Regions from separate parts of the Mus musculus genome. Here all the other regions are linked to region 7. The links are chromatin contacts, called in public ChIA-PET, HiChIP or PLAC-seq and promoter capture Hi-C maps. All regions are on one chromosome and are shown on one strand. Each heading gives the region's core, a stretch centred on a gene start, on an enhancer-like site or on the middle of the called end of the contact. The rest is flanking DNA. Distances are from core to core; before and after follow the strand shown.

What was found. Promoter capture Hi-C pulls out the DNA fragments that hold promoters and counts their contacts. ChIA-PET counts read pairs in DNA pulled down with a chosen protein or histone mark. HiChIP or PLAC-seq counts read pairs in DNA pulled down with a chosen protein or histone mark.
Region 1: an H3K4me3 HiChIP or PLAC-seq map of bone marrow-derived macrophages shows a contact between it and region 7, with 4 times the contacts expected there. The contact joins the enhancer-like site here to the promoter of Txndc11 in region 7. A contact is called at or near these places in 9 of 39 promoter capture datasets (the 3T3-L1 cell line, the C10 cell line, the HPC-7 cell line and 6 more), 3 of 484 Hi-C or Micro-C datasets (B cells, hematopoietic stem and progenitor cells and myeloid progenitors), 3 of 115 datasets of contacts at active chromatin or transcription factors (bone marrow-derived macrophages, memory CD8 T cells and microglia) and 3 of 9 other capture datasets (adipose tissue, liver and pancreatic islet).
Region 2: a contact with region 7 is called in an RNA polymerase II ChIA-PET map of memory CD8 T cells, with 46 read pairs. The contact joins the enhancer-like site here to the promoter of Txndc11 in region 7. A contact is called at or near these places in 2 of 39 promoter capture datasets (the C10 cell line and pre-B cells), 1 of 484 Hi-C or Micro-C datasets (bone marrow-derived macrophages) and 2 of 115 datasets of contacts at active chromatin or transcription factors (double positive thymocytes and memory CD8 T cells).
Region 3: a contact with region 7 is called in an RNA polymerase II ChIA-PET map of memory CD8 T cells, with 20 read pairs. The contact joins the enhancer-like site here to the promoter of Txndc11 in region 7. A contact is called at or near these places in 5 of 39 promoter capture datasets (the C10 cell line, cranial neural crest, liver and 1 more) and 1 of 115 datasets of contacts at active chromatin or transcription factors (memory CD8 T cells).
Region 4: a contact with region 7 is called in a promoter capture Hi-C map of the C10 cell line, with 2.0 times the contacts expected there. The contact joins the enhancer-like site here to the promoter of Txndc11 in region 7. A contact is called at or near these places in 2 of 39 promoter capture datasets (the C10 cell line and cranial neural crest), 1 of 484 Hi-C or Micro-C datasets (CD4 T cells), 2 of 115 datasets of contacts at active chromatin or transcription factors (memory CD8 T cells and microglia) and 2 of 9 other capture datasets (adipose tissue and liver).
Region 5: an RNA polymerase II ChIA-PET map of memory CD8 T cells shows a contact between it and region 7, with 37 read pairs. The contact joins the enhancer-like site here to the promoter of Txndc11 in region 7. A contact is called at or near these places in 4 of 39 promoter capture datasets (the C10 cell line, cranial neural crest, neutrophils and 1 more), 3 of 115 datasets of contacts at active chromatin or transcription factors (intestinal villus epithelium, memory CD8 T cells and pancreatic cancer cells) and 2 of 9 other capture datasets (adipose tissue and liver).
Region 6: a contact with region 7 is called in an RNA polymerase II ChIA-PET map of memory CD8 T cells, with 84 read pairs. The contact joins the promoter of Socs1 here to the promoter of Txndc11 in region 7. A contact is called at or near these places in 7 of 39 promoter capture datasets (the C10 cell line, cranial neural crest, embryonic stem cells and 3 more), 1 of 15 datasets of contacts at CTCF or cohesin (the NIH/3T3 cell line), 6 of 484 Hi-C or Micro-C datasets (CD4 T cells, embryonic stem cells, muscle stem cells and 2 more), 3 of 115 datasets of contacts at active chromatin or transcription factors (effector CD8 T cells, memory CD8 T cells and pancreatic cancer cells) and 3 of 9 other capture datasets (adipose tissue, liver and pancreatic islet).

The regions. Positions count from the first base shown.
Region 1 is chr16:11,438,095-11,441,132 of GRCm38.p6, reverse strand. All of the region lies in intron 11 of Snx29 (sorting nexin 29), which reads right to left. Among named protein-coding and RNA genes, the nearest start is that of Snx29, 120 kb to the right of the region's middle. Within about 2 kb of position 1,547, at least 17 of the 459 cell types and tissues checked have an H3K27ac peak or open chromatin away from gene starts, as enhancers often do. A contact at or near this core is called in bone marrow-derived macrophages, where this site is marked.
Region 2 is chr16:10,663,903-10,666,899 of GRCm38.p6, reverse strand. The region is part of intron 18 of Clec16a (C-type lectin domain family 16, member A); the gene reads right to left. Among named protein-coding and RNA genes, the nearest start is that of Gm52264, 7.0 kb to the right of the region's middle. Within about 2 kb of position 1,584, at least 126 of the 459 cell types and tissues checked have an H3K27ac peak or open chromatin away from gene starts, as enhancers often do. A contact at or near this core is called in double positive thymocytes and memory CD8 T cells, where this site is marked.
Region 3 is chr16:10,637,913-10,640,752 of GRCm38.p6, reverse strand. Clec16a (C-type lectin domain family 16, member A) reads right to left here. Exons shown (of 23, transcript NM_001204229.1): 17 at 1,838-1,966. Among named protein-coding and RNA genes, the nearest start is that of Gm52264, 19 kb to the left of the region's middle. Within about 2 kb of position 1,577, at least 82 of the 459 cell types and tissues checked have an H3K27ac peak or open chromatin away from gene starts, as enhancers often do. A contact at or near this core is called in memory CD8 T cells, where this site is marked.
Region 4 is chr16:11,455,233-11,458,237 of GRCm38.p6, reverse strand. The region is part of intron 13 of Snx29 (sorting nexin 29); the gene reads right to left. Among named protein-coding and RNA genes, the nearest start is that of Gm32100, 130 kb to the left of the region's middle. Within about 2 kb of position 1,662, at least 253 of the 459 cell types and tissues checked have an H3K27ac peak or open chromatin away from gene starts, as enhancers often do. A contact at or near this core is called in adipose tissue, liver, memory CD8 T cells and 1 more, where this site is marked.
Region 5 is chr16:10,804,582-10,807,686 of GRCm38.p6, reverse strand. No RefSeq gene overlaps it. Among named protein-coding and RNA genes, the nearest start is that of Prm1, 9.3 kb to the right of the region's middle. Within about 2 kb of position 1,361, at least 42 of the 459 cell types and tissues checked have an H3K27ac peak or open chromatin away from gene starts, as enhancers often do. A contact at or near this core is called in memory CD8 T cells, where this site is marked.
Region 6 is chr16:10,783,884-10,786,841 of GRCm38.p6, reverse strand. It overlaps Socs1 (suppressor of cytokine signaling 1), which reads left to right and starts at 1,306. Exons shown (of 2, transcript NM_009896.2): 1 at 1,306-1,411; 2 at 1,921-2,958. The coding sequence starts at 1,971. The coding sequence ends at 2,609.
Region 7 is chr16:11,133,170-11,136,002 of GRCm38.p6, reverse strand. It overlaps Txndc11 (thioredoxin domain containing 11), which reads left to right and starts at 1,471. Exons shown (of 12, transcript NM_029582.2): 1 at 1,471-1,735. The coding sequence starts at 1,494.

The sequences.
Region 1 (3,038 bases), core at 298-2,797, 310 kb before region 7:
GTACCAGTCCTTCATACTGGGCCCCTCTGCAGGAGTTGTGGGCTATACTAGGCTCCTGTGCTCCTTAACCTTGGATGTTAAAAGGAAACTTGAAAATGCTCTCTGTTATAAAGCAGCAGATCAGATAAGAGATTCTCCAAGGGTCAAACAGCATCCAATGGGCAATGTGGGTCAACCAGGCCAGCACTGATGTACCACGAGAAGACTTAGCAAGCATCTGAATCCTGGCACCTGGAGCCAGAAAGGAGGAGTCTGGATGCTGACATTCCAATTTGCAGCTGAATGTTACGTTCTATGGGTGGGTTTTAAAGAACTGGATCCCGAACCACACAGAATATCAACCAGTGGCAGCCACCTCCAGTAACCACAGGGGAGTCTGGCCGAAGCTGGCTGTGCAGACCCCCAATCCTGCTGTGCAGCAGGCACCATGGAGCTGCTGCAGGGCAGCTGAAGCCAATGCAAACCAGCTCCGTCATCCCAGCATGACCACACCTGCTCCACACGCTGTTACCAGCCTCCTGAAGGGAGCCTGCATTTGCACAAACATCAAAGTGATAGACAAGAGTCACAAGTACAGACATGACATGATAGTTATGGCAACCTTTTAAAAAATAAATCCATCCCAGAGCCAGGCAGTGGTGGCGCACGCCTTTAATCCCAGCACTTAGGAGGCAGAGGCAGGCGGATTTCTGACTCCAAGGCCACCCTGGTCTAGAGTGAGTTCCAGGATAGCCAGGGCTACACAGAGAAACCCTGTCTCAGGGGTGGGGGTGGGGGGGAGTCCATTTCAGAGCGAAGGGCTGCCAGCCCAGCACCCCTCCTGCCTTCCATGAGCTTCCACTGGGGAGCAGTGGTGATGGCGGGAAGAGCATGGCTCATAGCTCTAATGTGAACCTCACCCTGCTGCTCTGCTGCCCTCATGCCTTCCAGGCAGCAGTGAGGGAGTGTGGCTTCCATGGGACTTTCCCAGCCCCTAATCCCAAGAGCTTCTGGTGAGCAGAGGCTTTCCCTCCCGAGCACTCTCCTCTCCAACATGGCACAGCTCTTTACTTGTTAGTCCCTAACACCAGGATTCCTGCCTCTTTCCTGAGGCAAAATCTCCAGAAAAACACAAAGCAGGGTCCTGACCACCAGGTTCTGTGAGCTTGGCCATGCCAGGTAGGGCCTCTCGAAGCTGAATGGCCATGGCCACCTCTCAAAAGCAGTTCTCTGCTTGGCTGCAGAAGAGTGAGCAGCAAATGCAGCCAGACACAGGAAAATGTCAGTGTCAACCGTCAGAAATTGATCTGGGATAAAAAGCATTTCCAATCACTGCACAAAGGATGGCTTTGTCTACAAATGCTGCCAAGGCAAGGAACCATTTTGGAAGCAAAAAACAAGACTTCAAGCTCCACTTCTGCTATGAACTGAAATAAGTCCCAGGCAGAACAGTACTTAAATATGGGAAATGAAGCAATCAAAACTATAAATACCTGAGCAAACACTCCTTCCGTTCCTCTCCTGGTCTGGAAGGCACGTAGGAGAGCAGAACAAGCTTGTCAAGCCCAGGCAGGGAATGTAGGTGCCACTCTGGACACCCGAGCCTCGGGCCCCGGCCTCTCAGCTTGCTCAGTGGGAGAGTCTTGGCTAAGACACTAAGGACCGGGCAGGGCAGTGGTCTATGGCCATTCCATGGGGGCCCTGCCCCTCCACCCCCATTCACCCAGTTACATACTGTCTACAGTTGCTTTCACAACATGACAGCATGTGTTGCCCCCACTCTCCACCCTGTCCACCTCAACTCTGCCTCTGCCTTAAATAAGAGATAAAGGGAGCTCTCTGTAGCTATGCATGTGGCCCTGACTCTGGCTACATCCAGACAAGGGACTAGACAGGAGCTTTGGTAAGAGAAAAAGAGGTGGGCCAGTTGTGGTGACCCTCTTCTTTAAAGCCCACACTAGGGAGGGAGAGGGATAGCTCTAGATTAGCTGATCTTTTCCTTCTTCTGACTCTATCAACTGCTCTCCTTCTCGCCTGCCTCTGTGTCTTAGCGCATATTCCTAAACGGCCTATCTGAGCCCCAACTCAGAGCTGCCCTTCAAGCTTCCTCTCAAAGTATCCTCCACCGGTTCACCTTTGCTCTCTCAGGTCTGTGGCAGCTCTAAAGATCACAGACCTGCCCCAGCTTATTTCCAATCCAGTTCCAGACTCTGCTGCCACAGGCCTCCAGCCCATACACACCAGGAAGACACTGGTGACAACTGACTCCAATTGAGCCAATCATCTAGAATTTTCACAAAATGAATGGGCTGTTGTCTAAGACTGCAGAGATAAAGCTAGGTGGAAACAGATGCATCCAGCCAAGGGACCTAGTTCTAAAGCCAGTCAGCAAGGTCCTCGAACTAAAAGCTCATTTGCCCAAAGGCCAAGTTGGCATTGCCATCCTGAAAGGAGAAATGAAACTGCTGGATTCTTGCTATGCTTCTTTAGGCACCAGGTACAGAGACCTAAGTAGGTCAAATGCAAACATTAGTACATAAAGCCCATCAAACAGAGGAGTCATTGGGAGCCCAGAGAAATGGTAAAGTGTCACACATGTGTCAGAGCCCCGCAGTCTCACAGAAGGCCACAGACAATCGAAACTGCAGACCATCTGTATGACTGTCTTGAGCAGTGGCAAGGCCTCCTGATAGACAAAGGAGCCATGACAGCTACCTTAGGGGACAGGAGCAATAGGTCCAGGCTGACTTAAAGAGGTCATGCAGCTACAGGAGACAGGGCAACCATACATACATGCAGCTACAGGAGACAGGGCAACCATACATGCAGCTACAGGAGCCGGGGAAAGCACACATGTGTGTGCCAGGCTCCTTCAAGTCCTAGTGGATCTCTGCCTTTGTCTTCTGAACTGGAAAGGGTCTGCATCCTCCCATTATCAGCTAGACCTTGTTCTTCTAAGGTCTCTCACATATGCACACATCTATTGTCTGGTAGCTATAGCTGTTCAATAATAGCCATCCGAGGATGCCTGGAGCAGCACCTGACCGCAGCACACACTG
Region 2 (2,997 bases), core at 335-2,834, 470 kb after region 7:
TCTCCCTACTCCTGGTTTCTACCCTGTGTTCCCCTTTGTTCTCTTCTCCTCACTGCTGTAATGAGCAGGTCTAATCTGGGCTAGCAAAGGCTGTGAAGGGATGAAGAGGAAGAGGAGACTGATGCTCAGCAGGGAACTCAAGGATGGGACCGAAGGGAAGGCCCAATTGAAGATGGTTCATAGGGACCTCTGTGCCGGACAGGGCAAGGTGGGGAACTTCCGATATCCTGACTCTTCCCCTGCTAAGGACTCCATGATGCAGCAGTTAGCATAACAGCTGCCATGCACCCAGGGTTATATTATGGACCGTTTAGTTTCTACAAGCATTTTGTTTTGTACATGTAGCAACTGAGGCTCACAGTTTCAGAGAGACACCCAGGGTCACACAAAGCCTTGGTACTCAGACTCTAACGGACTCCAGCTCCATACTTCTGCTCTCACCATGATGCCAAGAACCAGAGAGGTGTGAAGGAAGGGTTGAAGTGCCAGGAACTGAAGTCAACTGTGCTCAAATCTGCATTTCCAAAATGACTTTTAGGAAAACCTTGGGAACCTTGCTCGCCAGGGGATGAGATGAATATGCTTTTCGAAGAGCTGATAGTTCCTGGATATGGAGGGCTCCTGACCGTTAGGCCCAAACAGAGAGGGAGTGCCAGCTGGTAGGGAAGCCCATGCCGAAATAAACCTATGGTAGCTGGGGGGTGATGAAGTCACCCCACCAGCCCTATGGTATCGGAGACCTCTGCTCAGCTCAGTTAGTGAGCACCCCTGGCCTGTGAAGAAAAGTGGGGTGATTCAGAAGGAGAACTCAGACCTCCATCCAGTCTCAGCTGGCAACACCTCTCAGAGGCCTGCTGTGCCTCAGGCGTATAGTGCATGAAGCTTTCCCATTTTCCAATGAAGGGACCCCAAGGTCAGGCTGAGGATGTGTCCTCATATCCCTGAGCTGGTGGTCACATTATAGAGAGAACCCTCATCCCTACCTTTCCATCTGCCTCCTTCTTGGTGCCCTTCCCTGTCCTCTAAGGTGAGGAGTCCTAAGACTCAAGGAGTGCCAGGGAAGGAAGCTGCTGGGGGCACACAGCTCCACTGCCCCCCAGTGGTTAGCATGCTGCCACGGCCTAGGTCTGTGAGCTTTTACTGAAAGCCACAGCAACTTCCCTTTCACCCTGTGAAATAAGTGACATCCTTCTTAACACCCGTTATCAATCTCTGACTGCTTTTAATAGAAGCAGCTCACAGTGTGTGTGTGGTAGATATAAACAGAGGGGAAAACTGCTTGCCTCAGGGCTTTACAGAGAGAGGAGGTGGGGTGCTTTAAAAGCGCACTGCACCAGGGCTGCAGTTGCTCTGGGGGCTGGGGAGAGGGATTACTGGAAGACGTGTAGCAATGAATGGTCCATGGTGGAGCCTGGGCTCCGCAGCAGTACCCGTGCCTGTCAACATCACATTTTGCTGCCTGAGGACATTTGTCACAGAAGACTGTGGTTTGCTTGCCTGTCATCCCTTCTCTGAGTGGCCCCTGAGCTGATTCAGAGAACCCACAAACACAGCAAACTGCTTTCCCTCAGCCATGACTTTCAAAGGGCTTCTGAAGCGCATTCCTCTGAGGCAGGTCCTCCTCAAGTGAGTCTTCTGAGGACCTGGGCCCATGCACATGACGTACTACTGCCTGATGCAATGGAGAGTTTGACAGAGCTAACTAACATTGCAAGCATGTTTCTGGATGATTTTAAAATAAACACCGACAGAGTGGAGGGCTGGGAATGTCTAAACAGCAATTCTGAGTGTGAAGGATGGCCGGAATCTGAGTGACTGCAGCTGTGTGGCCTGGACACAGGAGTGATGGATGCAGAAATTCCAGCTGCAGGAAGTCTTCCCTGGCACCTCTCTGATGGGCCGACTGGCTTGGAGGGGGGGCCTGGCAGGCTGAATCCTGCTCCCTGACAGTCGTCTTGGCCTTCTAACCAACTCCATTCTCTGAGCTAGGAGCCTTCTCTGGGCCACCTCCTGACCCTTGACAAGGGCTTCAAGTTGAGGACTCTTGGATGGAAGCTGTTTTTCTGTCACACAGGTGGCAAAGATGGCCAGTTTTTCAAGATATGAGCTATCATTAAGGTCCCTACTAGCTCTAACTCAGCCCAGCAATTGCACAGTGGTAAGTCCCTTCCAGTAAAGCACCAGGCTGGAATACAGCTGCCGACAGGGCTCACACTCACGCTCCAGGTCCTCTGAGACACTGAGTAACCAGATGCAGTACAATGCCCGTGCTCATGGTACTTGCACAATGGACATCATACACTGGGCACTTCCACTGAATGCAGTCAAGTACAATAAGCTCCACCCATGTTCCTGACACAGGAAAGCCCCACTTCAAAGTGCCAAAACTAAATTGCAGAACACGATGAATACAGTCCTAGTTGTGTAAAAATGGCAGCCATTCAGTAGGTCAATATTTACTGAGTAGCAAATAAGAGCAAGGCCCATGTCAGGGCTGGGGTGACAACCGTGATACAAGCAGGCCAGGCTCTGTGGGAAGACAGGTGTGAGTGTGTGCAGATACAAGGGCGGGGAATCAAGAGCCGCATGCCCCAGGCTAGCCTGGGTGAGGCACTGGGCAGGAGAGGAAGATGACATTCACCTTTTAGCAGACTATGCGTGGTTTTAGTCTTTTACAAAGGAAGTATGTTCAGCTATTATTTGCTAGGCAAACATGTATACAGCAAAGAGAAGGCGTGGAAGAGCGTTCCAATTCCCAGCACCAGGATGGGCTTCTATCCTAGTGTAAATACAGGGCTGAGGTGGAGTGAGCCAGCTGTCCAGCCACTGTCAGTGGGTATTGATCGGGATCATTTCTACTCTTTGAGAAGAGGGTGTAGAGGACAGACTAGCAGCAAAGTGCACTGTGGAGGAGCCCATGGCTCGGGGCTATGGGTACTCTCAGGCCTGAGGCTACACCTAACAGAACACAAAAATTCAATTATACTGAACTGCCTG
Region 3 (2,840 bases), core at 328-2,827, 500 kb after region 7:
TTACAACAGGAAACCTCATAATACAATGAACAAAGGAAGATGCAGGTGACACCATGGCAAAAATTCCTGTGCCATCATAAGGGGCTGAGTTTGTAGACAAAGATGGGAGGAGAAGCAAATGTCTCTAAGTGTTGAAATATGGAAGAAAAATGTCCTTCCTTTAAAAATGCTGAGCTCTGACTGAGTTTTCTTTAATGTGTAACACACAGCCACCCCATTTCCTCAAGGTCAATAGTGACAAACATAAAAACCTGCTGTGCCCACAGGGAACATGGGATCAGAATGTGGGGACACAAATCTGTAATTCCAGATATCTGGGAGGCTGAGGTAGAAGCCAATCTGGGCTACTTAGTAAGACACTGTCTCAATCAAAACTGAGAGGAGGGTGAGCATGTGCTGGCATGTGCATGCTCTGGCCTCATCCCTAGTACCAAACACAACACCCTAGCACAGGGACCCTTGGGCAGTGGCTTCCCAGATAGCTGATACTTCAGTTCAGACTTTACCATTTGCCCGCGCCCCCTGCTGGCTCTCCTCTGCACTAAGCTTAGCGAGTCCTTGAGTGGAACCTCTCGCTCATCTTAAGACACTGGTGCATTGCACTCCTTTCCCACCAACACACTTTCAGTGTTTACTGTCGGCCAGAAACTTCACAGCCATCCTGCCAGCTACTGTGGGCAAAAGCTGAGGGGGCACAGGAGGAACTTTAGGCTCAGGGACTTAAACAATGCTTCCAAGATCACACAGCTATAACCTCTGTAGGCCTGACTAAGGAACTCATGTTCTTTCTCAGCCACTCCTTCCAACTGCCCCTACCTGAGTGGGGATAACTCAAATTCAAGTTCTGCTTGGAACCCCAAACTGTGATGACTTTGATTTCAACATGGATGTCCCTTATGGGCTGGCAGGAGTCAGGGGCACTTTTGGTATTTTGATCTTACACTTAAAAAAAGTATTTGTGTTGTGTGCACACATGGAGGTCAGAGGACAACTTGCAGGAGTCTGTGGTTTGCTCAGGGGGCTGGGAATGTGTGTTGCTTGAAGATACAAAGTCTCCACTTCCTCTGTAGCCCCTGAGCACATGGTTAAAAGTGCCAGCAGGGCGGAGGAGGTCACAGAGGTTCTTGTCTGAGGCACACACAACTTTATGTCACTTGCTTTCTGAAATCCTAAAGTGAGACCCCCAAGCCACAAGCAGACCAAGGACGATGTAGTGAGCCTGGGAGCGATCATGAGTGCCTCTAAATTATCCACTCCCAGTCATGTCTCCAGGGAATGATTTTCCAGGAAAAGGCAGTGCTGCTTTCTAAGAAAGAAACCGAGATCTTACGCAGGAGATAAAATACTGTGAAGAGCCTGAGCGAGGCTGCTTCCTAGAGCGGCCGCCTCAGAACAAAGTGCTGATAAGGGGATCACCTCTGCTGTTCTAAGAACAGGGCTCTGTACGCACGCTCTCCTGCGCAGCCAGCACCATCCTCTCACTATCGGACAGCTTGCCAGTGTGCCTAGGGCTCACATCCACCTCCCACACTGGCTGTTCTAGGCTCTGGGTTCCCTTGCTTCAAAGAAGATTGGCTTGGCCTCCATCCAGGGTTTTGGCTGCACTCTGCCCTGGCGCAGGTAGTCTGACAGCAGCCCACAGAGGTGCCAGTTGCCACAGAATCTCAATCTCCAATTTCCAAGGGCACCAGGCTTTGGAAAGAAAGCCATGTATGGTAGTAGGTGCATGCGTGAGGCTATTCTTTCCAGGTGACTAGACACCTATTGGTGGTAGGCTTCAACTGATCTAAAGACCCTTTCCCTATGGCCTAGGAGAGGCCAGAAAGCACTTACTCACCCGCCTCGTCTTCTCCACATCACCACATGGCAGCCGCTTCACAAAGTCAATGCCAGTCAGTGGAGTGCCCGTTGGGGGCAGGAGGATGGAAGCATCCATCATGAGATACTCCACATTCATGGGCTTTATCTAGGAGAGACAGCACAGGAAGCCTCAGCAAAGGCCCTCCTGTACTTGGGCCACAAATGAGCCAGCTCTGGGTTAGACGGGGCCTATATTTCTCGTGTGCCAGATGAGTGGCAGGCTCTTTTCATTCTCCAAGTTGTGTGTGTGTACTTTTCCCTTCATTTAAGTCAGAGGGCCCCATGACCGCCTAGTGCTGACTGGCTGCCTTCCTTTGTGGGACATGTTTAACACTGTTTTCCAGAGGCCTGAGTCCCTTTTTCAAAATCCCTGTATCCCAGAGCAGGGTGGCAGAGCCATGTTCCCACTCCAGGCTGTTCTTGGCACTGGTTTCACAGCAGGGCCTTCTTACAATACAGATTGGTTCCATTGCTCCTACAGTGCCAGGACCTCCTCCATGGGATTCCTCCCATTCTCTCCATGGGGGTGGGGATAACAGTGAGTCTCAGGGTCTGTCATCCCTTTGGTAATAAACCTGAGTCACTAAAGAATGTGTGAGCAGCTTGAGTGGCACTCACTCACGCTAGCTCAGAAGCCAGTGTTCTAGGGGCAGCTGAGGACTGACTGTAGTTGCAGGTGTGTTGCCTTAGTGTTTCTGGAGAATGGCAAGCATTGTCCAGCAGAACGCATAAACACTGGAGTAAAAGAAGCAAACCCCAGGAAGCTTCCTGTAGGGTGGGATGAGGGAACACACTTCCTGTGGGGTGGGATGAGGGGAGGGGACACACTTCCTGTGGGGTGGGATGAGGGAGAGGACACACTTTTGGCTTATGGGTCCTGTGTGAGGCCAGCTGCTGGGTATTTCAACTCAGAGGTCTCCACTGCAGAGATGACAAACAGCCAGACTCAGATTAAAAGTAACCCGCCCAAGGGCACACAG
Region 4 (3,005 bases), core at 413-2,912, 320 kb before region 7:
CAATACCTGGCAGGACATTAACATCTGGGCACCAGACCTGTGCAGTCTGGGTCTCGCCTCTAGAAAGCCTAACTTAATTAGTCTGGAAGGTGGCCTGGGCCTAATAGTTCTGTAAGCTTCCCCTGGGGACTGAAATGTGCAGCCAGAGCTAAGCAGCATGGTTAGCACTTTAACCCAGAGAATTCTTTATTAGAACGTTAGTTATGTCTGAGCAACACCAAGCCAGATGAACTCCAAAAAGTGACTGTAGCCTTGAGGTGTAGGAATAAATTACTTCCATGGTCCCAGCTCTGGCTAAGGATACCTGCAGGGGCCTCTGGGTGGCACTTATCAGCATTAACTCTTGCAAAAAAATCTATAAGAGTAAGACTGTTTCACCCTGGCTTTCCAAAGGAGAAGCATTAGGCACTAAGTGGCCATCTGCCATCCCACATCCACTGGGAACAGAGGCTCCTATGTAAATAAGTATTTCCTTAAATGGTGCCTGAGGCACCTCCCTCTACCCCAGCCTCAGACAGAGCTGACAATGGTAGCACACTCTTGTAATCCTAATATTTTCAAGGCTGAGGCAATGGGACTCTGAGTTCAAGGCCAGCCTAGGTTATACACTAAGTTCAAGAACATCAAGAACAACCTGGGCTATCTACCAAGCTTCTGCCAAAACAAAAACAAAAACCAAACAAACCCAAAGACTAAAGTAAACTGACGCAAAACTAATCCCACCCCTGCCCCACATCATGCCACACTTACACCTGAGCATGGCTGGCGCACAGAATCACTCAGCCAAATGTTTAACATCTGTGTCTATACACCCCATCCCACCCCACCCACCCCTCTTCAATTTAAACACATAGGCTCACGCAGCCATGCTCTGTTCATTTCTAACTGATAAAGCTTACCACAAAACAGCTGCTCTTTGAAGAGTTAACAAATGAACAAGGTAAACTACAGAGCCTGGAAGAACTCCGGCAGCACCAGACTACAGGTGAGCAGTTTCCACTGAGACAGATCTTTGCCTATCCTGATGCTTGGGCCTAACACACAAGTCCCGACTTATACATGGATTCCCCTGCTCTCAGCTGCAAGTTAGGGACCTGGGGCTGCTGCTGAGCATGGAGCAAAGGTGGGACTCTCAGCTCATCACACCAGACAAGTGACTCGTCCAGTAGCCTGAATGAGGGAGGCAGAGGGAAGGGTGACTGGACACAGTAGGTGCTCAGAAGATCACGTGGGGAATCAGGTCAAGAGGATGACTAAACATACATTCTGCAGTGTTTCTGCCAATGGTCCTGAGAAAAAGGACAAGGGAAAAGGCTGAGGCAGGGATTCTCTTGGTGGCAATGCTGCCCCCTTCAGGTGTGGGATAAGTAGGCATGCCTGGCGGCATAGTCAGGCCAAAATGTAGAGTAGGCTGAAGACACCATTCCTTCTGAGAGGCTGGGGCAGTACACAGTGCTGGCTCGGCCTCCTAGGGCCATCTGTAGGAGACTGGTGTAGAATCTGAACCTGGAGCCGCCTCTCACAGATGCTGACAGCCCTTCTCCTCTGGGGTCTGCTGCACTCTGCATTTTCATTCCGTATTTGCTATAAACAGCCACTCTGGTCCTCCCTCTCTATGTGCAAGCTGTGGACCAGGAAGTGCTTTATAAGCTGTGGGTTGGGCCTTATTCGCCAGATACTGAGGCCTAGTGAGGAAGTCTGAGTCTTTGCTCTAGTTTAGAGACCTGTCTTGCTCACTTCCGTACTGGAGTGACTCAGCACTTTCTGCTTAAGCCTGCCTTTGCCTAGCTACCACTGATGTAGAATAACTTTATTGGCTCTGTCAGTCACCCTATACCCTACGGCATCCTTCCCCGCCCTCTACATCATCTCACCTCACCAAAAATCCCCACCTCTTTCTTCAACCCTATATAAAGGAAAGACTGCTACAATAAAACAAGTTCCTGCTCTGACAGACTCCCGGCCTGGGTGTGTTTGTTTTGGGCTGCAACAGTCACCATCCCACTCAGCCCTGGAGAGACTAGGCTGGCCCTGCCAGCAGAGAGCTGGCATCTGTGGTTCACTCTGTCCCAGAACTATCCTAACCAATGTAGAACAGAGTCTGCTTCTATTATGAATGGCTTCTTGTTCATTTCTCTTTCACATAAACTATAAGCTAGCTTCCTAAATCACTTGTGTTATATGTATGTTATATTAGTTATGGACATTAGGAGTGTCACCAAGAATGTTTACAAAAAAGGAACAGCAAATCTGCTAGCATGAAGTCCAAAGACGGCAAAATAGATGACTAACAAGGTCACTAGAGGTCACAGTTTGTGAGACATAAACCACAGAAAGCAGCCAGAGGAGGTAGCATAGTGTACTCACTCCTGTCAGATTCCACTGAGGGCTGTCGGCCCAACGCCACTAATACATTAATTTGGAACATCTAAAGCACCTAAATGGGATGGGGAGGAATCACCATGGGAAGTCTACAGTCACTGCTGCCCATCTAGGGAAGTCCTCTCCAGCCCCACACTCACTCCTGCAGTTCAGAAAGGAAAGGATGCCACCTCCTGGATACAGGGAGCGTTGATCTGGGCCTGAGAGCAAGAGATGCCTGCTGCTGGGGAGACGAGGTGAAGTGGCTGGGCACAGCACAGCCATGGTCTGTTACAGATCCTCTAGTCACCATGAGAGAAGATCAAACCTGATAATGAAGCCAACTGCAAGAAAAAGGATAGAGAGATGTGGAGAAACAGGTCTCCTTCACAGCAGGAGTTCCCTAGCCACTCCACTGCCCTTCTTCAGAGGCCTCTAAGTGGGCTTCTGTCATCCATGAATGCTCTCACTAGCTAAAGCTAAAGTAGAAGGGATTTCCAGAAAGCTTCACTTCCCAAATGGTGAGCAAAATAGTCTTGGAACAGGTAACAAGCAAGTCCAAGAGCTCCCTAGAACTGAGCTATAACTAAGAAGAGCCCAGTGGGCATTCCTTGGAGATAACTTGGGTCAGGTCACACCACCAC
Region 5 (3,105 bases), core at 112-2,611, 330 kb after region 7:
CACAGATTAGGCCAGCAAACCCCATCCCCCTTCTCTCTACTTTCCCCATACTGGTACCACTACTCCTGGCTTTTTATGTAGGTTCTGGGATTAAACGTGGGTCCTCATACTAGGACTAAGTTTTATTGCCACAGCCCCATAGTGTGAATTAGATGAATCAGAGAGAGGCCAAGACCTGTACCCAGCAGACACTACAGAGCCTGGACAGGAAGGAAGCACCCTGTACAGTCACAGTCCTCTACCTCCTGTTCATATATGCTGGCCCACTTTGTTGCTTTTGGTCCTTACATGAAGCTAGCAAAGTTCCTGCTGCTGATCCTGGTGGATGTGGAGATGGAGGCTCAGACAAGCTTGGCTGTCTGCTTCTACCTGATAGCTTCCTTTCCTTTCTCTGTGAGCTCTGGCCCAGCTTGGGGTCTGCAGCTGAGGACTTAGTCGGTCCTTGCCTTGGAGAGACTTGTGTTCATCACGAGGCTCATTCACATCTCTAGGTCCTGGTAACTGTAGCCCATCTTCTCAAAGTCCAATGCAGGTATCTCTGCCAGCCTCAACTGGTTCAGCTAACATCAGCATCTCCAGGGCTTGGAGCTGAGGCTGTCAGTCAGACACCTTTTTGAACCAGAAAGGACTAGGTTTGGAGTCCCCTCTTTGGACTGGAGATGGTGACACCAACCCTAAACATTTTTTCTGAAAGGTAGAGGTGAGGAAGACAAGCCTGCACTGCTTCTCTTCACAGTGAATGCCCGTGTCTGGGCCTGGAGACCTGTGCTCACACGTGCTCCAGAAAGGTCTCCTCACAAGTGCTTGGAAAGTGCCAGCTCTAAATGGGTCCCAGAGAGATTTCAGCTCTCATCGAAACACTGTTTTAACTGCAAGCTAGTACCCACACACATTGTGACCTGCAGGACAAAGGCTGTTTTGTGTTTGTTTCCCTTCCTGTAACCCAACCTGAATAGCAATAAATAGGAGACGCAGAGTACATTCACCCCAGCTTTCTTCTCTTTTCAGATGAGACTGTCGGGCAGGGCTTGGCTTGCTTTCTTCTACTTTAATTCAGAAACAATCGTTTCATTTGTATTTCTGTATTCTTGTTCTGAAATTCTGTATACCAGTACCACGACATGGGCACTCTACTGCTAGACTTCAAGACAAGGGCTTTACTGCCCCTTTGCAGATGGAGAAACTGAGGCCCTGGCTCAGACCGAGTCCCCACTGTAGGTTGTTGCTTTGGGCAGGGGGCGGGGAGGGGTTGTGGATACTGCCTGGTGGTTCCCCCAGCTCTGCCACTGTCCTGGCTTCCCCCAGGCGCTGCAGCTGTCCTAGGGTGCAGAACACTGTGCACACGTGCTGATAGCTTACCGTGAACTGCTGCCTTCTTCACTTAGAGCAGCCAGCTGTGGCAACCAACCACAGAGCAAGTGCAAATGAGCCACAGTTGGCCACTTAAGTTTCTCTTTCCTGTCAGATGGGTGACTTATGGGACCTGTAGGTGTGCAGGGCCACAGAAGGGACCTGGCTGGCTTGTCCTTGAGAAACACACACAAGAATACCTATGAGCTATTTGACTATTTCACCAGTCACAGAAAGATCCCTGGTAATGAGTTCCAGAAGGTTCCTTCATGGCCATTCTAAATCTCCCCAGCACACTATTTAGCCAAAGACTCTGCCTTCTTAAAATGTTACCTTTTCCTGGTTTGCTTGTTTTTGTTTTGTTTTTGGAACAGTCTCATTATGTTGCCAAGGCTAGCCTGAAACGATCAAACTTCGTGTTCCCAATTGCACTGAACTTCCTTTGTCTTAACTTTATCGCACTAATATTTTTTGTGTGCTTATGTGCATGAGCATCCGTGAACGGCAGTGAGAGTGAGAAGATCAGAGAACAACTTGTGAGAGTCAGTCTTCTTCCATTCGTGGGTCCTGGAGATTACACTCAGTCATCGAGCTTGGTGGTACGAGCCATCTCTCCAGGTGCACGACCATCTGTCTGAGCATGTATGCGTCTACATGCATGTGTGTGGATACATGATATGTGTGAACATGTGAAGGGCTGAGGTTGTTCAGTAACACTCCACTTTTTTGATGCATGGTCTCTCCTTTAATTCAGTTTGGCAATCCCATCTAGTCTAACTTGCCAGATTGCCCCAGATATCCCCATCACTGCCTCCTGAGTGCCCACACCTGCCTAGTTTACCTGGGTTCTGAAGGTCCAGGTTCTGGTCCTCATACTTACAAAGCAAGCACCTTATTCACTGAGCCATTCCCCTGGCCCTTTGCTTTGTTAGGATCTCATTGTATAGCCTAGGCTGCCCTTGAATTTGTGACAATTCTCCTGCCTCAGTCTTTTTTTTGTTTGTTTGTTTGTTTTGTTTTTGTTTTTTTTTTTCAAGACAGGGTTTCTCTGTGTAGCCCTGGCTGTCCTGGAACTCACTCTGTAGACCAGGCTGGCCTCAAACTCAGAAATTCGCCTGCCTCTACCTCCCGAGTGCTGGGATTAAAGGCATGCACCACCACCGCCCAGCCCTGCCTCAGTCTTCAGTGTTGGGATTATAGGCAATAGCAACTATGCCTGATTTTTTTTTTTGTTGTTTTTTGTTTTTGTTTTGTTTTTGGGGACAGGGTCTCACTTGTAGCCCCAGCTGGCCTTGAACTTGAACTCACAAAGACCTTCCTGTCTCTGCCTTCTGAGTTCTGGGACTGAAAGTATATGTGCCACCCACACTTCTGGCTTGATCTTTTCTTGCTCTCAAACTGTGTGTCCTCAAACACCCCCAGAAAGAGCAAATGTTTCTACCATAAAGAAATAAGGGCTGGGGAGATGGCTCAGTCAGTACAGCACTTACCTTGCGAGCATGAGGCCCCATGTGTGACCTAGGCACACAGGGGTGGTGACATGTACTTGCAATGGAGGCAGAAGCAGGAAGAGCCCTGGGACCCACTGGCTAGTCAGCCTAGCCTACACTGAGAGTTCTAGGATAGCAAGAGATTCCCCCCATAGCAAGGGAGATGGTGCCCAAGGAACAATACTCAATGTCCGTATCTGACTTTGCAGGGACTTATGAATGCAAACACACACACACAGACACACACACACACACACACACACAC
Region 6 (2,958 bases), core at 57-2,556, 350 kb after region 7:
TGTGTTTAGTCCCCAGCACTGCAAACAAGCATCCGTGATGCTTGCCAGACCAGAAAGACCTGAAGGCCAGTCTAGGCTGAGACGCGCTAGAGGGAGGCAGTGCTACAAACCCAGCCTTTATCGCCCACCAAGGGTTAGACTGACCATGGCTGCACCACAACCACAGCCACACAAATTCAAGCACCACAAGATAAGTTTGGTTGTGCTTAGGATGAAATATGGCGCTCTGTGCTCTGTCTGGGGAGACCAGGACTTGGCCTCAGAGCTTCAGAGGAGCCGCCTGACAGCTAACAGAGAAACCTGTAGAGGGCAGTGTGCGTCACTGTGAGCACAGGGAAGCCTGCACGCGAACCTCATCCGCCTTCATTCATAAACATCGTCAGCCAGGCACCCACTCCTGGCCTTTCAGGACAAACTGAATCACGAAACCACACAGTGTCCTAATGATAGGTCTGACTGCCTGGATCCTAAGCCAAGGTGTGCTCGGGGCCCCTTGTACAGGCAGATGCTTGCTGGAGTCTTGACCAAAAGTTTGGGGATTACAGCTTTTTTTGGAATCACAGCCCCGCCCGGGGCCTCAGTTTCTCCGGCTGCCCACGTAGTAAGAGTGCAGAGAGTGAGTCCAGGCCCCTGGGAACCCAGCCCAACCCCGCCCGGTTTCCGAGGAACTAGGCCGGGAGCGGGGGCGCCCCTCCCGCACCGCCTTAGGCTTCCTTTGAAGCCTCTGCGGTCAGGCCACCGCTTCCTGGGAAGCCCAAGCCAAGGCCAGGCCGAATGGCCAACGGGAGGGGCCCGCACGCGGCTCTGGAGGAGGGCGGCGGCCCCACAGGTCTCTAGGACTAGCTAGCCGGGTTCCAAGAAGGGTCGAGATTGCCAAGGCCTTCGGGTCCTGGGCAGGAAGGACCCTGGCAGGGAGGAGCTGCTTGGGGAGCACAGGGTCCAGGCGAGGCGGAGCCCTAACCAGAAGAATGCAGACACCCGGAGGGGAGGAGGCGTGTCAGCCCCGCGCTAGCATCCCACACGGCGGGCTGCGATTTGGGGCGAAGGTAGAGCAAAAGAGCGGGCACCAAGTCCTAAGCACCCCAGGCACGGAACACAAGATTCCGGTTGGAGCCGGAACCCCAGAGGTCCCAATGTGGGAAGGTGCGAGGCGAAACCAAGTTAGAGGAACCGTCTCCAGGGAGAGCCTCAGGAGTCTAGAGAGAACCCGAAAGACTTGCCGGAAAGAGAAACCGAAAGCGGGGGTGGGCTGGACCTGTGGGCGGGGCCTGCCTGGTTTAAGAGCCTGATGCAGGGGCGGGCAGCAGCAGAGAGAACTGCGGCCGTGGCAGCGGCACGGCTCCCAGCCCCGGAGCATGCGCGACAGCCGCCCCGGAGCCCCCAGCCGCGGCTCCCCGCGTCCTGCCGCCAGGTGAGCCAAGGCAGCTGCGAGGGAGCAGGCGGGAGGGGATGGGAGGTGATGGGAGCAGAGCCCGGCAGGACTAACCTCGCAGACTGTATGGCAGGGTCGAGGATGCCACGCCTCTGGCGCCCCCCCACCCCCGCCCCGGCTCCCCCAGGAGGCCCCTCGCTCGAGCGGGGCGCCGTCAGCCCCTCCTCTCCGGCCCTGAGCCCTGATCCTCCGCCCGGGTTCCAGTCCCCGGCGTGGCCAGTAGGCGGCAGCCGCGAGGCGACTAGCCACCAGCGGGGACGGCCGGGAGTCGGGCCCCTCTCCACGCCCCCTTCTCCACGCGCGCGGGGAGGCAGGGCTCCACCGCCAGTCTGGAAGGGTTCCGCATACAGGAACGGCCTACTTCGCAGATGAGCCCACCGAGGCTCAAGCTCCGGGCGGATTCTGCGTGCCGCTCTCGCTCCTTGGGGTCTGTTGGCCGGCCTGTGCCACCCGGACGCCCGGCTCACTGCCTCTGTCTCCCCCATCAGCGCAGCCCCGGACGCTATGGCCCACCCCTCCAGCTGGCCCCTCGAGTAGGATGGTAGCACGCAACCAGGTGGCAGCCGACAATGCGATCTCCCCGGCAGCAGAGCCCCGACGGCGGTCAGAGCCCTCCTCGTCCTCGTCTTCGTCCTCGCCAGCGGCCCCCGTGCGTCCCCGGCCCTGCCCGGCGGTCCCAGCCCCAGCCCCTGGCGACACTCACTTCCGCACCTTCCGCTCCCACTCCGATTACCGGCGCATCACGCGGACCAGCGCGCTCCTGGACGCCTGCGGCTTCTATTGGGGACCCCTGAGCGTGCACGGGGCGCACGAGCGGCTGCGTGCCGAGCCCGTGGGCACCTTCTTGGTGCGCGACAGTCGCCAACGGAACTGCTTCTTCGCGCTCAGCGTGAAGATGGCTTCGGGCCCCACGAGCATCCGCGTGCACTTCCAGGCCGGCCGCTTCCACTTGGACGGCAGCCGCGAGACCTTCGACTGCCTTTTCGAGCTGCTGGAGCACTACGTGGCGGCGCCGCGCCGCATGTTGGGGGCCCCGCTGCGCCAGCGCCGCGTGCGGCCGCTGCAGGAGCTGTGTCGCCAGCGCATCGTGGCCGCCGTGGGTCGCGAGAACCTGGCGCGCATCCCTCTTAACCCGGTACTCCGTGACTACCTGAGTTCCTTCCCCTTCCAGATCTGACCGGCTGCCGCTGTGCCGCAGCATTAAGTGGGGGCGCCTTATTATTTCTTATTATTAATTATTATTATTTTTCTGGAACCACGTGGGAGCCCTCCCCGCCTGGGTCGGAGGGAGTGGTTGTGGAGGGTGAGATGCCTCCCACTTCTGGCTGGAGACCTCATCCCACCTCTCAGGGGTGGGGGTGCTCCCCTCCTGGTGCTCCCTCCGGGTCCCCCCTGGTTGTAGCAGCTTGTGTCTGGGGCCAGGACCTGAATTCCACTCCTACCTCTCCATGTTTACATATTCCCAGTATCTTTGCACAAACCAGGGGTCGGGGAGGGTCTCTGGCTTCATTTTTCTGCTGTGCAGA
Region 7 (2,833 bases), core at 222-2,721:
TCCCCTAGCACTAGAGCTATAAACTTTTATGAGCCTCGTGTGGATGCTGGGAATTGAACACTGGTCTTCTAGAACAACCAGTGCTCTTTTAATCACTGAGCAATCTCTCCAGCCCCACATAGGAAACATTTGATCTAGATTATTTTGCCCTCCCTACCAACTTTACAAAAAGATTTTATTTTTAATTATATGTGTGTGTACCTTGGAGGACATCAGATTACCTGAAGTATGAGGTAGTTCACTACCTGTAATTTAGAACCAAACTTGGGTTTTCTGCAACAGCAGTATTCTTACTACTGAGCCTTGTCTCCAGCCCCAACCAAAACTTTATTTTGAAATAGGGCCTTGCTAAATTTCATAGTCTGGCCTTGAAAACTCTATGCAGTCCTGGTACAAGTGGTCCTCTGGTTTTCTCGAGTGGTTGGGACCACAGTTGTGTGCCACTAAGCCTGGTTTAAAAAATTATACACAACTCATATAAACCTAATTTTGGGAGGAAAAATGAAGATAATTCACCCTGTATCTTAGGCTGGCCTTGCATTCTTATTGCTTGGAGGCGTGAGGCAGACAATGTCCTGACTCCAATACTTTCCAAACTTTAATCACGTCTGCTATGTTTCTGTGGATTTGCCCATCAAGCATGGGTCATAGAAATGGGATTACACAATATACATCCATCCTTTTACTTAGAGCTGGGTTCTTTTGTTGAATGTAATTACCACTTATCAGTACTTGTCTCAAGGTTTCTACTGTTGTAATAAACACATGAACAAAAGCTACTTGGGGAGGGAAGGGTTTGTTTTGGTTACACTTTACCATCATTGAAGGAAGTCAAGGTAGAATCCTGCAAGCAGAAACTGAAGCAGAAGGCATGCAGCGTTATTACTACCCCATTACAGAGCAGCCCGGTCTCCGTTTTATTACTGTGTCCTCCAGTCCTTCTCGCCTCTGCACGAGGCCTCCCCGCCCCACTTTCTGAAAAGCAGAGATAACAAACTGCACCCATGTCCTGAAGGGTCTGTCAACAGTGTTGACGCACTAGCGACAATCTGAGCCCTAACAGTACCCGGAAGGGCCGACCAACGGAAGGACTCGCTAAGGAGACACCACCAACTAGCTTCCGGACGCGAGGATGTAGCGTCAGCGCAGTGAATGAAGGACAAGGTCTAGCTTGAGTGACTGCAAGCCTGCGCAGAGTCGCTACAAGAGAGGCGGGACCGGTGGAAGGCTGACGCGGCCGCGAGTGCTGCGAGCACCCGCGCAGACTCCATGGGCTCGAGGGCGTGGCCCCCAAAGGGCGTGGCTTCGCGGGAAGCCGGCATTCGCGCAGGCTCCGAGTCGGAGGGCGGGGCATCTCTGAAGTGTGGCTGACGTGGAGAGTCCGGGTTAGTGAGCGCCGCTGGCTGCGAGGTCCGGGAGTGACGTGCGGGGCCGGGTCCCCGGGCCCGAGGTGGCGGCAGCGACGGTATAAAGCCGGCCACGGGGAGCATGTAATGTCGGAATGCGGAGGCCGCGGCGGCGGCGGCGGGAACAACAGCGAGGACGCCGAGGACGAGGGTGGCGGCCCCAAGGGCTCAGGCTCCCTCAGCCCTGCCGGGGCGGCGGCGTCCTTGGAGGGCCGGATCCGCCGCGGCTTGCGCGGCGCCTCGCTTATGGCGCGCCAGCGGCCAGAGCTGCTGTGCGGGGCCGTGGCTCTCGGCTGCGCCCTGCTCTTCGCCCTCAAGTTCACTTGCAGGTGAGGCTGCCGGGACTCAGGCTCCGCGGCCAGAGCTATGCCACCCCGGCTGCGCGGGGCCAGCTCGGGGCCTCCGGGGTCGAGGGTTGTTTGTCTTCCTCGGGGAAGTCGAGCCTGACCTTGCCTGCGACCACAGGCTTGACCTTCCCGGCGGCCGCGGTCCCCCACTCTCCTAGTTCGGCGTGGAGGCGTTTCCAGGGTGCTGCTCTATATCAATTATGTACCGAGGGCGTTTGGCCCTGTTTCTGAGCTGCTTCTCACCTGTTGGGGTCTCTCGGGGTGCACATGTCAATTCTTGCTCAGGCTATAATGCTCAGTTTTAATTCATTCCATTTTCCTTAATGCTTGCAGTGTGATGATTCACAAGCCATTTAGGGGTCTTAGTCGCTTTTGGGAATCCAGGCAAGCCTTTGATATACTGACAGTGCACGTTTGTACTGAGCACCCGTTAATGCTGAAGACAAAAATCCCCGTTCCCTGGAGTTCTCATTGAAGTGATGATATACAATAAACAAACACTTCAGAGACCTTAATAAGTGCTATGCAGGGAATAGAAGGATGAGGTTGGGTAGGGCAGAAAGGGCCTTCATAGGAAAATGGCATTAGCCACTTACACAAGGAAAGGAAGGGGCAGAGGTGGAAGAGCTGGGGTAAGAGCTATTACAAAACAGTTAAGTGCAAAGATCTGGAGTCTGAGCAAGCTTGGTCTTTTTGTGAAACTTGGAAAAGGCCTGAGTAGGCTGGAGTTTAGGAAGAATGGAAGCTAATGTGCATCTTTTCAGAAAATTGTGTAGATAGATACAAAGTTTATATTTCAATTATACTCCTTGCCTCAGATCATCAGTATATCATTTGACATTGCAGTTTATAAAATCTGTTATCACTTGACATATCCTCTTGGCACTTCTGTCCAGAGGGAGATTTATGTGGGCACAGATTGAGTGTAATGAACACAATATGAGATCCCTGAGGTCAAGATGGGCCAAAAATTAGGAGTTTTAGGGGGAAGAGACTCGTTTTTTTAGTGTTTGCAATGTGTTAGGTGCTATGCTAAAGTGTTTAAAGCCAACTAAAAGTGTTTGTCACCACACCTGGCCT